Regions from separate parts of the Triticum aestivum genome. Here region 2 is linked to region 1. A link is a contact called in public Hi-C data. All regions are on one chromosome and are shown on one strand. The core of a region is the stretch at or near the end of the contact, and the rest is flanking DNA. Distances in the headings are between cores, read along the strand shown. Region 1 holds the start of LOC123128058. Region 2 holds the start of LOC123128060 (C2 and GRAM domain-containing protein At1g03370).

Region 1 (7,179 bases), core at 3,160-5,659:
AATGTATAAAACATTTTCAAGAGGCTACATTGCTTGGCCTGGCGTAGGTTTTTCTTTTTCTTTTAGGATCGCATGACGTAGATTCTAATCACAAACAAAGAGGCTTAGAACTAACTGTAGCACCAATGGAATGTCTAATTCCTCGAGAAGAAACACGGTACGTGGTATCGAAATAGATTTGTTTTCAAGCAAAGTGCTTACGGGTTGATCTCTCTTCTTCGTAACTCATGTTGATCAGGAGAGCTCCATAATAGTTCAACAGTCAAATTTTCCCTTTTGCTCCAAGCTTTCACCAAAAGCAGACCCTCGTTTCACACGAGCTTAGTCAGCCCGCAGCTAAACCAAATGAGCTTACACACACAAATCAGGCATCCTAAGCAACCGTATGTGACATTACAGATCCTACTTGCACAACTAAAAAAGGGAAAACAACACTGAGGTCACGCCGCAGACCCAGGAAAAATCATTGCCAAAAGTATGAATTCAGCCACCTTGTTTAACCAACGACAAAGTTGATCGGCGATAGCTGCTGCTGCAAGCTGTACTTAGATAGGTTGAACCCCGTTTCACGCACTAAATTTAACCCATTCAACTAGATGGACCCAAAGTTCAGATTGTTTGATTAGGTCCTGAACAGATTAATTAACGGAGACAGAGGTATAATTCTCTCCCACTAAGAGAAAGAGGCAGTACTACTAAGTTAAGGTTTAGACCGAGATATGATTAAAAACAAAAGGATGTGTTGATAACAAATAAGATCCATTTCATTTTATCCCGGAAAAGCGCAATCATCTCTAATTTTTCCCCCAACCACTCCAAAAAGTGGCCTCAAACTTTTTTCTGGCCCGGGAACATCATCGTGATTTAGTGATTTTTAAGCAAGTGTACGTGTAGGCTCGCTCGGTGCATGCACTGCCCATCAGTGCTGAGTGCACATCCTGATTAACAACGGAGCAGCAGGGAGGAGTAGACCCTGCATCGCATCATGGATCCCGGAGGAAGGAGACCTGGGCCACCAACGGGTGGGCGGCCGGCCCCAGGAGATGGAGGGCACTTTGCTCTCCTGGGACAGGGGTTTGGTAGGTAAACGCAATAGTCTCGGAGGTAGGAGGATAGAGGTACGTAGGGCCTCCCAACTCCTGGGCTTGTCACCTGTCGCCCCAGCGCCAGCCCTGCCACCAGTAAGTAGTAGGAGTGGTTGCGTCAGTGCGAGCGTGCGCGGCGCACATATATACCGGCCGTGCCCGCCCCCGATCCATGCTCTGCACCGTCCCACCACCTCCTCGTCCCGGGCGAATCGAGGTAGAACGAGCGAGCAGAGTGGTCTGGTGAGGTGGCCGATTATGGGGCGAGGCAGGGCACCGTGCTGCGCCAAGGTCGGGCTCAACAGGGGCTCCTGGACGCCGCAGGAGGACATGCGCCTCATCGCCTACATCCAGAAGCACGGCCACGCCAACTGGCGCGCCCTCCCGAGGCAGGCCGGCCTGCTCCGCTGCGGGAAGAGCTGCCGGCTCCGGTGGATCAACTACCTGCGCCCCGACCTCAGGCGCGGCAACTTCACCGCCGAGGAGGAGGCCACCGTCATCAAGCTGCACGCCTTGCTCGGCAACAAGTAAGCTTAGCTTGCGTGCATTCGGTTCCGAGATTGATTGATTGATTGATTTGGTGTGTTCTGATCGGATTTTGTTATTTGTCCAGGTGGTCCAAGATCGCGGCGTGCCTGCCCGGGAGGACGGACAACGAGATCAAGAACGTCTGGAACACGCACCTGAAGAAGAAGGCGTCGGAGCAGAAGCCAGGCGTCGGCGGGAGCAAGGGCGAGCCGGCCGACGGAGACCCCGACACGCCCGTCCCCTCGTTGTCTTCGGCGTCCTCGTCGATGACGACAAGCGAGGGGTCCAACGGCGGCGCCGGGGAGCAGTGCGGCACGAGCAACGAGCCCGAAACGATGGACGTACCGTCGCCTCTCGAGCTGGAGCTCGAGCCGGTCATGGACATCCTGGGCATGCTGGCCGACGCGCCCACGGAGGCGCTCGCGACGGCGGCGCCAATGCCAACGTCTTCGTGCTCGTCGTCCTCCCCGACGACGTGCGCCGGGGGCGGCGGCGGGGTGGAGGAGCTGCTCGAGCTGCCGGACATCGACATGGACGCCGACATCTGGAGCATCATCGATGACGATGTCGCGCGCCTACAACAAGGCGATGCAACAGTGCCATGTACGACCAAGGCCAGCCCGGAGGAGGAGGGAAACGAGTGGTGGTTGGCGGATTTGGAGAAGGAACTCGGCCTGTGGGGGCCCACGGAGGAATCCCAGCCCCAGGCGGGCCCACACGACCAGATAGGCTACCCGGGCCAGGACATGGAAATGGTGATGTCCTCCTCCTACCCGCAGTCCAGATCGGATCATGAGGCGTCCAATTCTGAATAGAAGGCTGGGATCCACGGCGGTCCCATCGGATGCACGAGATCAAACATTACAACTTGGAGAAGTTTTTAACGAAACGTTTGAGTTGCCTATTTGATGTCATTGATGATAGAATGCACATACAAATTAAAGGAATGAAAATTTAGGTCAATACAAGGCCAAGTAACACGAGTATCATCTAGATACATCCATACCTGCGACAGGTAATTCGGAACGAAGGAAGTAACAGTTTTTAACCAAATGTACCATGGCATGTATGCAACAGCACTCCATGGTTCAACAGCCAGCGAGAAGTGCTATGCAAACATGCGTACCGATGTTGTATGTCATTTGGTTACTACAGTTCGTAATAAGAAATTGCAACTAATTTGTACTGTACCATGCACATATACTGCACAGCGTCATGGTGACGTAAGGGCTGGATCATCCCATGGCCCACCACTACCACGCCATCATGTATGCCTTTTGAAGAAATCATCACCGGGCTCTGATTATGCATTCTAAAGCAACTTGCTTTTGCTAATGCGATGTGGCCTTTTTCTTCTCCTTTAGCTTGCTTTTATTTTATTTTATTTCTTTGGATTTGATTGCGTGTTGCTTCGGGTGAGCAAAATCACATGAAACTTGATGATAGAGAAGTTGGTCACCTAAGCAGTGAAATGGGAGCATGGGAATGGGGCCATATTTTGGTGGTGACGCGTTCTGAATTTTAAGGGCCCGCATTCCTTTTCAGAAGCATCATACGGCATATTAGTCATTGTTCATGTTGTTTTTTTCTCTTTTTCTGAGATCCACTCCTTTTTGGGAAAACCGACAATTCGATTCAGCTCGTGCCTCAAACTTTCGATGATAAACACTTTGTCAATTTGGGTGAAAACAACTTTGGTGATGCGACGATGTTGCGCCTTGGCAATCGCTAACAACTCGAACGAGTTATTGATCCAATGGTTGGCTAGGACTCACGGGTTTGTGCGGTGTTTCATAAAATGGTTGATGCTTGGTTTGTTGGATTTGTATCGACGAACCCCACGTCATACATGTGTTGGATCTTTTTTAAGCATGTTGCTCATAACTTCGCCACAATATCCCTGGTTTGACTCGGTTTATCGTGAAAAGTCAGTAGGAGTGCCACCTAGTAGCCCTAAAAACATATAAGAGAGAAAACAACACTAAATTATAACAACTAATGAGATATTTCAAGGTAAACTCAAGAGTATCATGATTAAACTCCAAAAAATGACAAGTACACTATATGGAGTGCCTCTTCCCTTGAGTTGGTTTTAGTGGGAGTGAAACGGTTACATGCACCCATGTGGGAATTTATGTAGGCCAGGGGGCCTTGACAAAATGACCAAGCAACCTTGAGGTGATAGATAGGTGGGGTAAGGTGGTAAAATATCCATGTAGTAGGAGGGGGGTGCACGGTCCATGTTGGACTTGCAAGCTCATCCATCCGATTAACAACTTCTTTCTCTCAGAGTCTTTATCCTTACATTTACTTTCTATTCAAAAATATTTGTTGATTGAATTTAAATACTTTTTTTAATATCGTCTCATCTCTTTGTTGGTCGTGATCAATTGCTTAGACTTGTATTGACATGAGGTTGATGATTTGCCACATAAATGTTATGTAGGACTAGGCCCGGATAAAATTAACCATTCCTAAAATAGAAATGTATGTGTATTTTCAGAACAAATGCCCATGTATTTTCAAATAGATGTGCATGACTTTGAAAAAAAGTCTGTCTGCAAAAAGTGCATGCATCTATGGCAAAAAAAAGAAAGCAGAAAATAAATTTAACATAAAAATTAAAAAGAAAAATAATAATGAAAAGGAAATGAAATAAAAATACTAATATTAATAAAAAGACAATAAATAAAAATATACAACCAGAAAAGGAGAAAAGCGAAAATTTACACGCAAAATAAAAAAGGGCAAAGAAACTGACCATGGGCCGATAATGGTGCGACAGGCGATCCTCGCGGCCCATTATCAGCGATACATCCTCCCAGTAGCTTTTTCGTTTCTGCGGCTGGGAGGCTTGAGCTGTCTATCCCCAAGAACAGAAACACCAGTCAGTTTCAGGCTTGTGCGCCGCGCAGCGGCGACCACGATGCTGAAGGCTCTTCCCGCGCGCTTCCTCGTCGTCTCGCCGGAGCCCGGGGGGCGGCGCCCGAGGCCTCGTCGACGATCCCTACGGCCCATTTCGTCGGCGCTGATGACCAACCCCGCGTACTTCGAGGTGGGCAGATTATTGGGTAGCTATGGCTTCATGAACATCACAAGGTCAGCATGTTTGGGTCCTCTCTCCTTTCCGTTTTCCTTCAGAACTAAGAGTTTGTAGTACCCGAGATGTGTGCTTACGTTCTGAGCTGATTCAAAACTTAGGACGATAGGGTTGTGTGCGGGAGTGGAATTAGTTCGAGCATTCGTACTGTTCTCTAGCATGTTACTTAGGTTATTTTATTAATTAGTTGTTTCCAGCAGAAATCACTGGAAATGGCAACTCTCTGTGTGTTTTTCTTGGGGTGAAACATTGCTTTGGGGACATTCTTGTGGTGAGATTGACAGAATATGGTTAAATTATTCAGGATACAGTGTGTTTTTGACATTTCCCTTTGCTTGGTTAGCTTGTTATATTTGTGTCGAATATATTATGTATGCAAAGAGTTACATGGACTTGGAGTTGTAATTGGTGTGGTTAGGTACGAGTTGTGTAGGAGTCGGACACTTGTATCCTAGGCCTCTTATATACGGAGGGACACCACACGTTGTAACCCATGACGACTTGATAGCAACAGGTACGCGGGGGAGCCGACGGCTTGTGCCGGCGCCCGGGCGGCCGGTGTTGCGGTATCTTGGGGAGAAGCGCCCGTAGTCATGCCCCGGGGTTGTAGCCATACCGGTGAACCTCGTTAACAAATATCGTGCCTCGGTGTGTCGTCTATGATCTTGCATTAGCGTTTTATTCTAACAAGTGATATCATGAGCAAGGTTGCGAGAAGGCTATGCGGAACATCATCCGAAGGTACGAGGATCATGCTCGACAGTGCCATGGAACGTCCGATTGGTGCAAGGTGGAGCATGGCGGCGATCGCGAAGGCGGTCGATGGTGTCGGACACTTCGGGCAGGAGGCCTGGACCATTCGATGGGCTGCGGCCGGTAAGGATCGGCTAGACTGGCGATCGGACCGGCGTAGTGGCTGTTGAAGACGTTGCGGAGGCGATAGATTCGGCTCGTGATCAGACCGGCGACCAGACGTGGGGGACGGCTAGATAGATCGGAGTGTGAGAGCATCGAGATGATGTGCTCGGTGTTGTACAAGGGCGACGGCGCGGCACTGCGGACGTATTGTGTCGACGACGTGGATGGCCAAGATACGGCACAGCTCGTATACAGATGATGCGCGAGGTGGCGACTGTTTCCGGCAGGGTTGGCGTGCGGCGAGTACGCACGACAGGGCCAGTTACAGATCGCTGGCGAAAAACCAAGAAACAGAGACCAGGAAGGCGAGCAGTCGTCGAGACTGGCGGCGAGTTTTTCCGAGGCGACGCAGATAGAGGGAAGGGAAGCCACGGCAGGGTACACGGGACCGCCGCTCGGATGCGTACGGTCCCCGCGTGCGGCAGGCTACGCGAGACAGCCGAGCTGGGTTGCGTGCATTAGCAGGACTCGGCAGGGCGTACAGTGCGAAAGGAAAGAGTCCAGAAGATAAGCAAGCATGCATGTCGGTTTGGATTTGAAGGAATCATGTACGTGCACCTGGGGCAGTGCTGAACCGTGATGGCAGGACTAGTGCCTGGCCTAGGCATGGTATAGGGGCACTGTTGGATGCGTGTATGGTTTTGGAGATCTTTTGTGCGTGCATGTTGGGTCCATGACGGTTGGTTCACGACTCGGATAGGGACTCGATGCAAGCCGTGGAATACTTGGACTCGTTCTTCGTGTCAGAGAGGAAAAGCAAGGCCGGCTATATCCAGCGTAGATAAAAGGCTGGTGGCGACGAGGCAAACAGGCGCAAAATCGTCTGCAGGTTCAGGAAAAGGTGGAGCGGCTAGTTTCGGCTGAGAGCAAATTCATCTGCACGTTACGGCACAAGGCTTCATGCTGATTTTCTGAAGGGCGGACAGGGACGTTGTGCTGGTCATATTTGTTGGTTAGATCGCGGACTGCGGCGTGGCTTCAGACGAGGAATACGGGATCAATGATCATTTTCGTGAGGAAGTCGCAGAGGAAAAGGGCGGTAAGACCGGCGGCAACAGGTCGGTTAGATCGCGGCTCGGCATGGCGCTGGGATTCACCAGGTTTGATTTGGAGAAATTCGATGGCATGGGTAACTTCGGTCTATGGCAGACAAGAGTCAAGGATATTCTAGCGCAGCAGGGAATCTTGAAGGGTTTGCAGGAGACGAAGCCGGCCAAGGTTGACAACGATGCGTGGGAGGATATGCAAGTGCAGGCGGCCGCTACCATACAGCTTTGTCTTGCGGATTAGGTCATGTATCATGTCATGGACGAAGATACTCCTAAGGGAATTTGGGACAAGTTGGCAAATCGTTATATGTCCAAGTCAGCGACCAATAAGCTGTATTTAAAGCAAAAGTTCTATGGGTTGAAGATGCAAGAGGGGTCGGATCTTGTGGAGCATGTGAATGCCTTTAATCAGTTGGTCACGGATCTAGCGCGTCTGGATGTGAAGATTGAGGACGAGGATAAGGCACTACTTCTTCTTGTTTCGTTGCCACCGTCCTAT
Region 2 (7,179 bases), core at 2,468-4,967, 170 kb after region 1:
GTCCGGTAACCCCCGGTACTCCGAAACTTATCCGAAACGACCCGAACCATTCTGGTGTTCGAATGTAGCCTTCCAACATATGAATCTTTATGTATCGACCATTTCGAGACTCCTCGTCATGTCTGTGATCTCATCCAAGACATCGAACAAACTTCGGTTCATCAAAACACGAAACTCATAATACAAATCGTCATCAAACGTTAAGCGTGCGGACCCTATGGGTTCGAGAACTATGTAGACATGACCGAGACATATATCTGGTCAATAACCAATAGCGGAACCTAGATGCTCATATTGGCTCATATATATTCTATGAAGATCTTTATCGGTCAAACCGCATAACAACATACGTTGTTCCCTTTGTCATCGGTATGTAACTTGCGCGAGATTCGATCGTTGGTATCATCATACCTAGTTCAATCTCATCACCGGCAAGTCTCTTTACTCGTTCCGTGATGCATCATCCCATGACTAACTTATTAGTCACATTGCTTGTAAGGCTCATAGTGATGTGCATTACCGAGAGGGTCTAGAGATACCTCTCTGATACACGGAGTGACAAATCCTAATATCGATCTATGACAACTCAACAAACACCGTCGGAGACACCTGTAGAGCATCTTTATAATCACCCAGTTACGTTGTGACGTTTGATAGCACACAAGGTGTTCCTCCGGTATTCGGGAGTTGCATAATCTCATAGTCTGAGGAACATGTATAAGTCATGAAGAAAGTAATAGCAAAAAAACTAAATGATCATTATACTAAGCTACGGATGGGTCTTGTCCATCACATCATTCTCTAATGATGTGATCCCGTTCATCAAATGACAACACATGTCTATGGTCAGGAAACTTAACCATCTTTGATTAACGAGCTAGTCAATTAGAGGCATACTAGGGACACTCTGTTTGTCTATGTATTCATATATGTACTTAAGTTTCCGGTTAATACAATTTTAGCATGAATAATAAACATTTATCAAAATATAAGGAAATATAATAACAAATTTATTATTGCCTCTAGGGCATATTTCCTGCACACATGTCCAACCAAAAGCAACCATGTGCTCCTCTTCTCCTCTCTCTCCTACAAGCATGATAAATGGAGGGCACCACGCGTGGCCCAAGCTAGTCCTCGGCAGCAACCATGAATGCAAAAACCGAAATCCACACACAAGGATCCATGGAGTTCTCCTGGCCACGGGGTGCGTGGCTGAAAAAAAATCTCGGAGCTTGCCCTTCTCGGATGCAGCGTCTGACCCGTGGGGATGGTAACTCATTGGGAACAACTCTCACAATCACCAATAACAAATCTTTCAATCACAGGGAACAACTCTTAGAATCACAAGGAACACGAGGAAAATACTGGACACTGAAACGACCACCGCGTCGCTCGTCTTGGGCGTCATGGGGGAACGCAACCCCGCCGCCGCCAGTTCCACCCCTTGGTGCCCTCCTCTCGCCGGCCTCACCGGGGTGGTGGCGGGCCTCACCTCCAAAGGTGGCGTGGGAGTTATGCACTGAGCGCCGCGATTCTTCTCGATCAAGACACACGAAGGCTTCGTGGCTAGGTCGCATCGGCGGCTGATCTCGCGACAACAACTGTTGCTTGGGCCGTGGGGCTTGGATCTGCCCGGATCTGGCCTCCCTTGACGCGGCTACATCTCACTGGCAAAGGCATGGCAAGCCGACAACCCCGGGCATGCTGGTGGCATCATTCTACTCCTCCCTCATCTCCGTGGATCTGGAGCCTGCTTCTAAAATCCATTGGTGGTGGTGCCTAGGAGTGCGATTGCGGCACCGGCCGGTCGTCCAGGGTGCCGGGGTCTCCTCCCATGGCCGCGAGGTTGAGGTGGTGGCAGAGTGCCGCATTGTTTTGCCAGTATGGCTATATTATGGTCATCACTCCGGCTAGCAACGTCGGCCTCGTTACAATGACCATCGAAATGTCTTCAAGAGAGTTCCATCTCTACAAATCTGGTGGTTGACTTCGACTAAGAGATGTAAATTATGGACGACGACTTGACACAAAGGGATGATTGTACAGCTCTGTTACATATAGCTGATGGGATTGAGGAAAAGTGGTGGCGACAACACATTAGTGATTTTGACAGTGGTGCTACTCGAGCACCTGGTCTCAAGCTCCAGGGTAAAAGCCTAAGTCTAATCCGAGTTGGGTATACTTGGCAATGGCGATGTTTTACCTTGTTACCTTGTTGAAGGCATTATTCGGATATGCTCAAACTAATTCTTTTGGGTGAAAATCTAGATCCTGGCCTCGGATGATCAGATCCGGGGATGACGACGCTTAAGCGTTGCTCCCTTTCTGAAAGCGTTGTTGGTGAAGTACCTCGTCGTCTGTGTGGGTCATGAGTTAGTTAGTGCATCATGCGAATATGGTCGTTGTTATAGTTTACTGGCCGCGAATTTGATCGCTTTGGCGCTTTTTCCTCTTTTTCCACGCACACGCATAGCTTTGGTCCTATATGATTTTGCTATTTGCCAGCGTGTTTTGTGTGCATCTTAGCTATGCAGAGGTCGGATGTGTGCTCATTGTGTTTGTATCTTCTTGATGCTTTATTCTGAGTCAATAAAATTCACCCTTTGTCAAAAAAAAATCACAATGAACAACTCACAAACAGAAAAATGATTCAAAAGAGTAAGCAAAAACTCTCTGAATCATTAGGAACAAATCTCTCAATCACAAGTTGTTGCTTGTGTCATCATGGTCGTCATTGTCTTTGGCGGCATGTGTCTGTGCGTCCGTGCTCAAGTGCACATCATGCTCCATTGAGGAACTCGGAATATTAAAGTGTTTGATGAAATGCGTACATGGGCAGGGTTGAACAAATAGGGAAAATTTAATGACTACAGTTGGATGACTGGTTTCCGTGTCGTGTTCACGGACGCATCCGTATGTGGCACACAGACAGATAGTGTGTTTGTTTTAGGGGATAGCGTTGGAGATGCCCTAACCAAACAAACATGACGCGGGCAAAATCCTATGAAATTCAAGTGGATATGATAGCGCAATCATGTATTTTTCATGTACCGCGTTTTAGAATCATAAAAATCGAATACCCCAAAGTTTTTACAAGACTCAATTCCTATCAAATTTGTATGACCCAAACCGGTGGCGGATCCTGTAAGTGAAGATCAGGGGACCAATGTAGCAAGGTAGGGATTTCCATTTTGGGGGTAAAATGCAAGGAAATGACATCACGATATGCATGCACAAATGTATAAGGCAAATGTTGTACGACTATTGTTTTTTTACTTTTAGTTTCAGAAAAAAAATTAGCACCAACCGACCTCACCAAAATTCAGTGGATTACATTGATTTTGGTTTGCATTTCGGCCAAAGGGCAGAAATATTCATTTGAATTCAATTAAATATTTCAAAACATGTGAATGCCCGTGTACTACTGAAATTGCTGAAATATTTTGATCGAAATGTAAATATTTCAATGTCTACTGAAATTACCGAAATTCAGTGAATTTCATTGAAATCTCAGAGAGAGTGAAAACCACAGCCTACAACATAACAAGAGGGGAAAGGTTTCCACTTCTAGACATAAAAGGACTCTGTTGCCTAAATTGCAGGAGGGGGCAAAGCCGGGATAACTCAATCATGACCACCCGTTGCGAATCGATTGTCTGACATGTCTCTTACCATATTCAATCAAGATAGCTGCAGCTGTGCCTGTACTCGAGGCCTGCCCATGAAAACCCATCACGGGAAATCTCACCACTTCACACCGGAATCCCGAGTTCCTCAACAGCGACGCCGCGACGGCGACCGACTACAAACGCGGGGAGACGAGAGCCGGAGAAACAGACAAGGCGAAGAGACCCCGAACCGCCGACTCGGGAGCACACCAAAAACGGAGATGCGCCGCCAATAATTTAACAGTGCGCACCATCAAGAACACGATGCCTTTTTCCCCCATCCCACCCCTCGCTTCCTCCCCATTTCGCTTGTGTGTCGTTGACGAGATCTCGCGTCCATGTGCCCGGGGTTGTTTTCCTTTGACTTAATCCAACCAGGAAGAGGACTTCGAGCCGTGCGAAGCTAGTATATTGGCGGTCTGCTGGTTGCTCCCATCACTTGGTTTCCTCATCTTCTTGCCATTTCTCGTCTGCTTGTTTCTTCTTCTTCTCGCCCCCCTCCCCTGTCCGTCCCGGAGCGTGCAAAGTCTGATCTGGTTCTCCTCCTGCGTCCGTCCACATCCAGGGGGGGTCCTGGATTTGGAGACGGAGATTGGCACCTGGAAAGTGGCCGATGTGCCTGTCAGCCTTGTTGCTTTGCCGGGATTGGTAACGGGCGGGCGGGCGAGAAAGAATTGATGGGAGTTTGATTTGCCACTTTGATCTTGGGATTGGTTCTTGGGAGGCGGCGGTAGTTGGCCCGTTTCTTGGTTCTTTTGGGGCGGTGTTTGTTTGGGATCGGGAGAGGAGCAAGCCATTTCCGGGCGGTTCTCGTCGGGGGATTCGCGCGGCCTGAGGCAAGTTCCCCGGCGAAGATGAGGCTGACTGTGCGTGTGATCGGAGCGCGCAACCTGCGCGCCATGGATTTCAACGGGTTCAGCGACCCGTATGTGAAACTGCAGGTTGGGAAGCAGCGGTTCAAGACCAAGGTGGTCAAGATGAACCTGAACCCGGAGTGGGATCAGGAGTTCAGCTTCGTCGTCGCCGATGTCCGGGAGGTGCTCAAGTTAGATGTCTATGATGAAGACATGATCGGGACCGATGACTTCCTGGGCCAGGTGAGGGTGACACTGGAGGATCTTCTGGCCGTGGAGAACTTCTCGCTCGGTACGCGCTGGTACCAGCTTCTTCCCAAGACCAAGAGTGACAAGGCAATTAATTGTGGTAATTGTTTCGACTTCCAGTTTTTCTCTATTTGCTCATGGACGTTTGTAATGTTAAGTAATGTTTTTCTTTGTCTTTTTGCATATGGATTCAGTATTTGACTTCGTGAAATTACAGCATGTAGTCATTTATCTATTGCTAACTGTAAGATCTACAAGGGCATGAATTCTACTTACTATGTAATTGTGCGAAATATGCTGGGCACTTAGCTGTTTTTTTTGTTATTTCGTTGCATCCTGCAGGGGAGATTTGTCTTGCAATATCTTTAGAAACAGCTGGGGCCACACGATCATGGTCCGATGATCTTGCAACTGAACTAACTGGTACACAGAAAGAGGATTCATTGCAATCAAGTCAAAGCGCAGGATCATCATCAGCGGCATTAGCTTATGAAGAAAATGAAGCTTCTAAAGAAGATAATGTTAATGAGTATTTTTCTGATGGAACTGAAATCCCTGAAGATGACAAATGTGGCGAAGTGAGAGATCCAGAGGACAGGTTTAATGGGATTCCTACTGAAATTTCTAATGAAGCCGAAACTTCTAAAACAGAAAAGCTTGACAAGCCCTCGCTTGTTGATCGTGTCTATCAAATGTTTGCCAAGAAAAATGATGATATTTCGTCAACATCATTGACAAAGACCGAGGCTTTAGAAGAAGTTCAGCAAGCACCAGCAGTATTTGAGGCTCCTTTAAGCCAAAATAGTGACATTTCTTCAGAGATTACATTTGCTGAACTATTGAGATCTTTTGAATCGAGGCACGAAGAAGTCGAAATGCCTGTGAATTTACAAGGAATTCTTGTTAACCAGTCATATTTTACGTCACCTAGTGATTTGAATAACCTTCTCTTCTCACCAGATTCAGATTTTCGGCAAACATTGGTTCAGCTTCAGGGTTGTACTGATTTCAAAACTGAACCCTGGAGAATTGATAATGATGGGGAGTCCCTGAAGAGAGTGATAAGTTATACAACTGCACCATCCAAATTGGTTAAAGCTGTAAAGGCAACAGAGGAACAATCTTATTTGAAGGCTGATGGAAAAGAGTATTCAGTTTTATTAAGTGCTAGCACTCCTGATGTTCCTTGTGGTACTTATTTTCGGACAGAGGTTCTTTTCCGTATTATGCCAGGCCCTGAACTTGATTCTGAGCAACAGACTTCACATTTGGTAATTTCTTGGCGCATGAATTTTCTTCAGAGTACTATGATGAAAAGTATTATAGAAAATGGAGCAAGACAAGGCTTGGAGCAAAATTATTCACAGTTCTCTGATCTACTGTCAGAGAAGATCAAGCCTATTGATGTAGATGATGCTGGATCAGATAAGGAGCAGGTCTTAGCTTCATTGCAAGGGGGGCAGGAGTCTGATTGGAAGATAGCATTCCTATACTTCTGTAACTTTGGTGTCTTGTCCTCTCTTTTTGTTGCCTTGTACATTGGTGTTCATGTTTCACTAGTGAATTCAGGTGCAGTTCAGGGACTTGAGTTTCCTGGATTAGATTTGCCAGATTCTGTCAGTGAGATTGTCATGGGCGGGCTATTGTTTCTTCAGGTGCAACACATATTTAAGAAAATCATGTGTTTTTTTCAGGCAAGAGAACAAAAAGGTATTTTCCCCGTTTTTATCTTCTCATCATTTTGCATCTCCAGCAAGCATGTACCTGAACCTCTTTGGAAATACAAGATTCTCATTATTAACAAACCATGGCTATATCTAACATGTTACACACATTTTTTTGGATCTTTTATTTTTCTTGATGCAAAAGAAATATGGAACTTCTGACATTTTTTTTCCTCAAGGAAACTTATGGGTAAATACCATAGTAATTTGACTATTTTTTATGTACACTATTGAATCTTGTAGACATGAATGTGATTATGCTAGGCTAATAGTTTCCCTCACGCAGTTGGTGATCATGGTGTGAAAGCACAAGGCGATGGATGGTTGCTAACTGTTGCCTTAATTGAGGGAACTAATTTGGCACCAGTCGATGCTACTGGTTTCTCTGATCCTTATGTGGTATTTACTTGCAATGGTAAAACCAAAACAAGCTCAATCAAGTTCCAAACACTTGAACCTCAGTGGAACGGTATGTGTTCTGTTGAAGAGTTTCTGATTTTTCTTCCGAAACATATCACTGAGGAAGATTAACTTGGGAACTCCTCATTTTAGTAGAAAAGATGGAGCCATGTGATATACCTGCATCTGGAAACTAAATAATTTTTCATAAATGTTGCAGATATCTTTGAGTTTGATGCCATGGATGATCCTCCATCAGTTATGAATGTGCATGTATATGAT

Evidence for each region. Hi-C and Micro-C count contacts between places; a contact is called where the count stands out from the background.
Region 2: a contact with region 1 is called in a Hi-C map of leaf, with 4 times the contacts expected there. The contact joins the promoter of LOC123128060 here to the promoter of LOC123128058 in region 1. A contact is called at or near these places in 2 of 5 Hi-C or Micro-C datasets (both in leaf).

What each region holds. Positions count from the first base shown.
Region 1 is chr6A:492,626,843-492,634,021 of IWGSC CS RefSeq v2.1, forward strand. It overlaps LOC123128058, which reads left to right and starts at 4,410. Exons shown (of 13, transcript XR_006462922.1): 1 at 4,410-4,712. LOC123128059 (myb-related protein Zm1) reads left to right here and starts at 1,251. Exons shown (of 2, transcript XM_044547969.1): 1 at 1,251-1,612; 2 at 1,699-2,806. The coding sequence starts at 1,344. The coding sequence ends at 2,428.
Region 2 is chr6A:492,796,760-492,803,938 of IWGSC CS RefSeq v2.1, forward strand. LOC123128060 (C2 and GRAM domain-containing protein At1g03370) reads left to right here and starts at 3,718. Exons shown (of 9, transcript XM_044547970.1): 1 at 3,718-4,874; 2 at 5,117-6,484; 3 at 6,785-6,967; 4 at 7,118-7,179. The coding sequence starts at 4,526.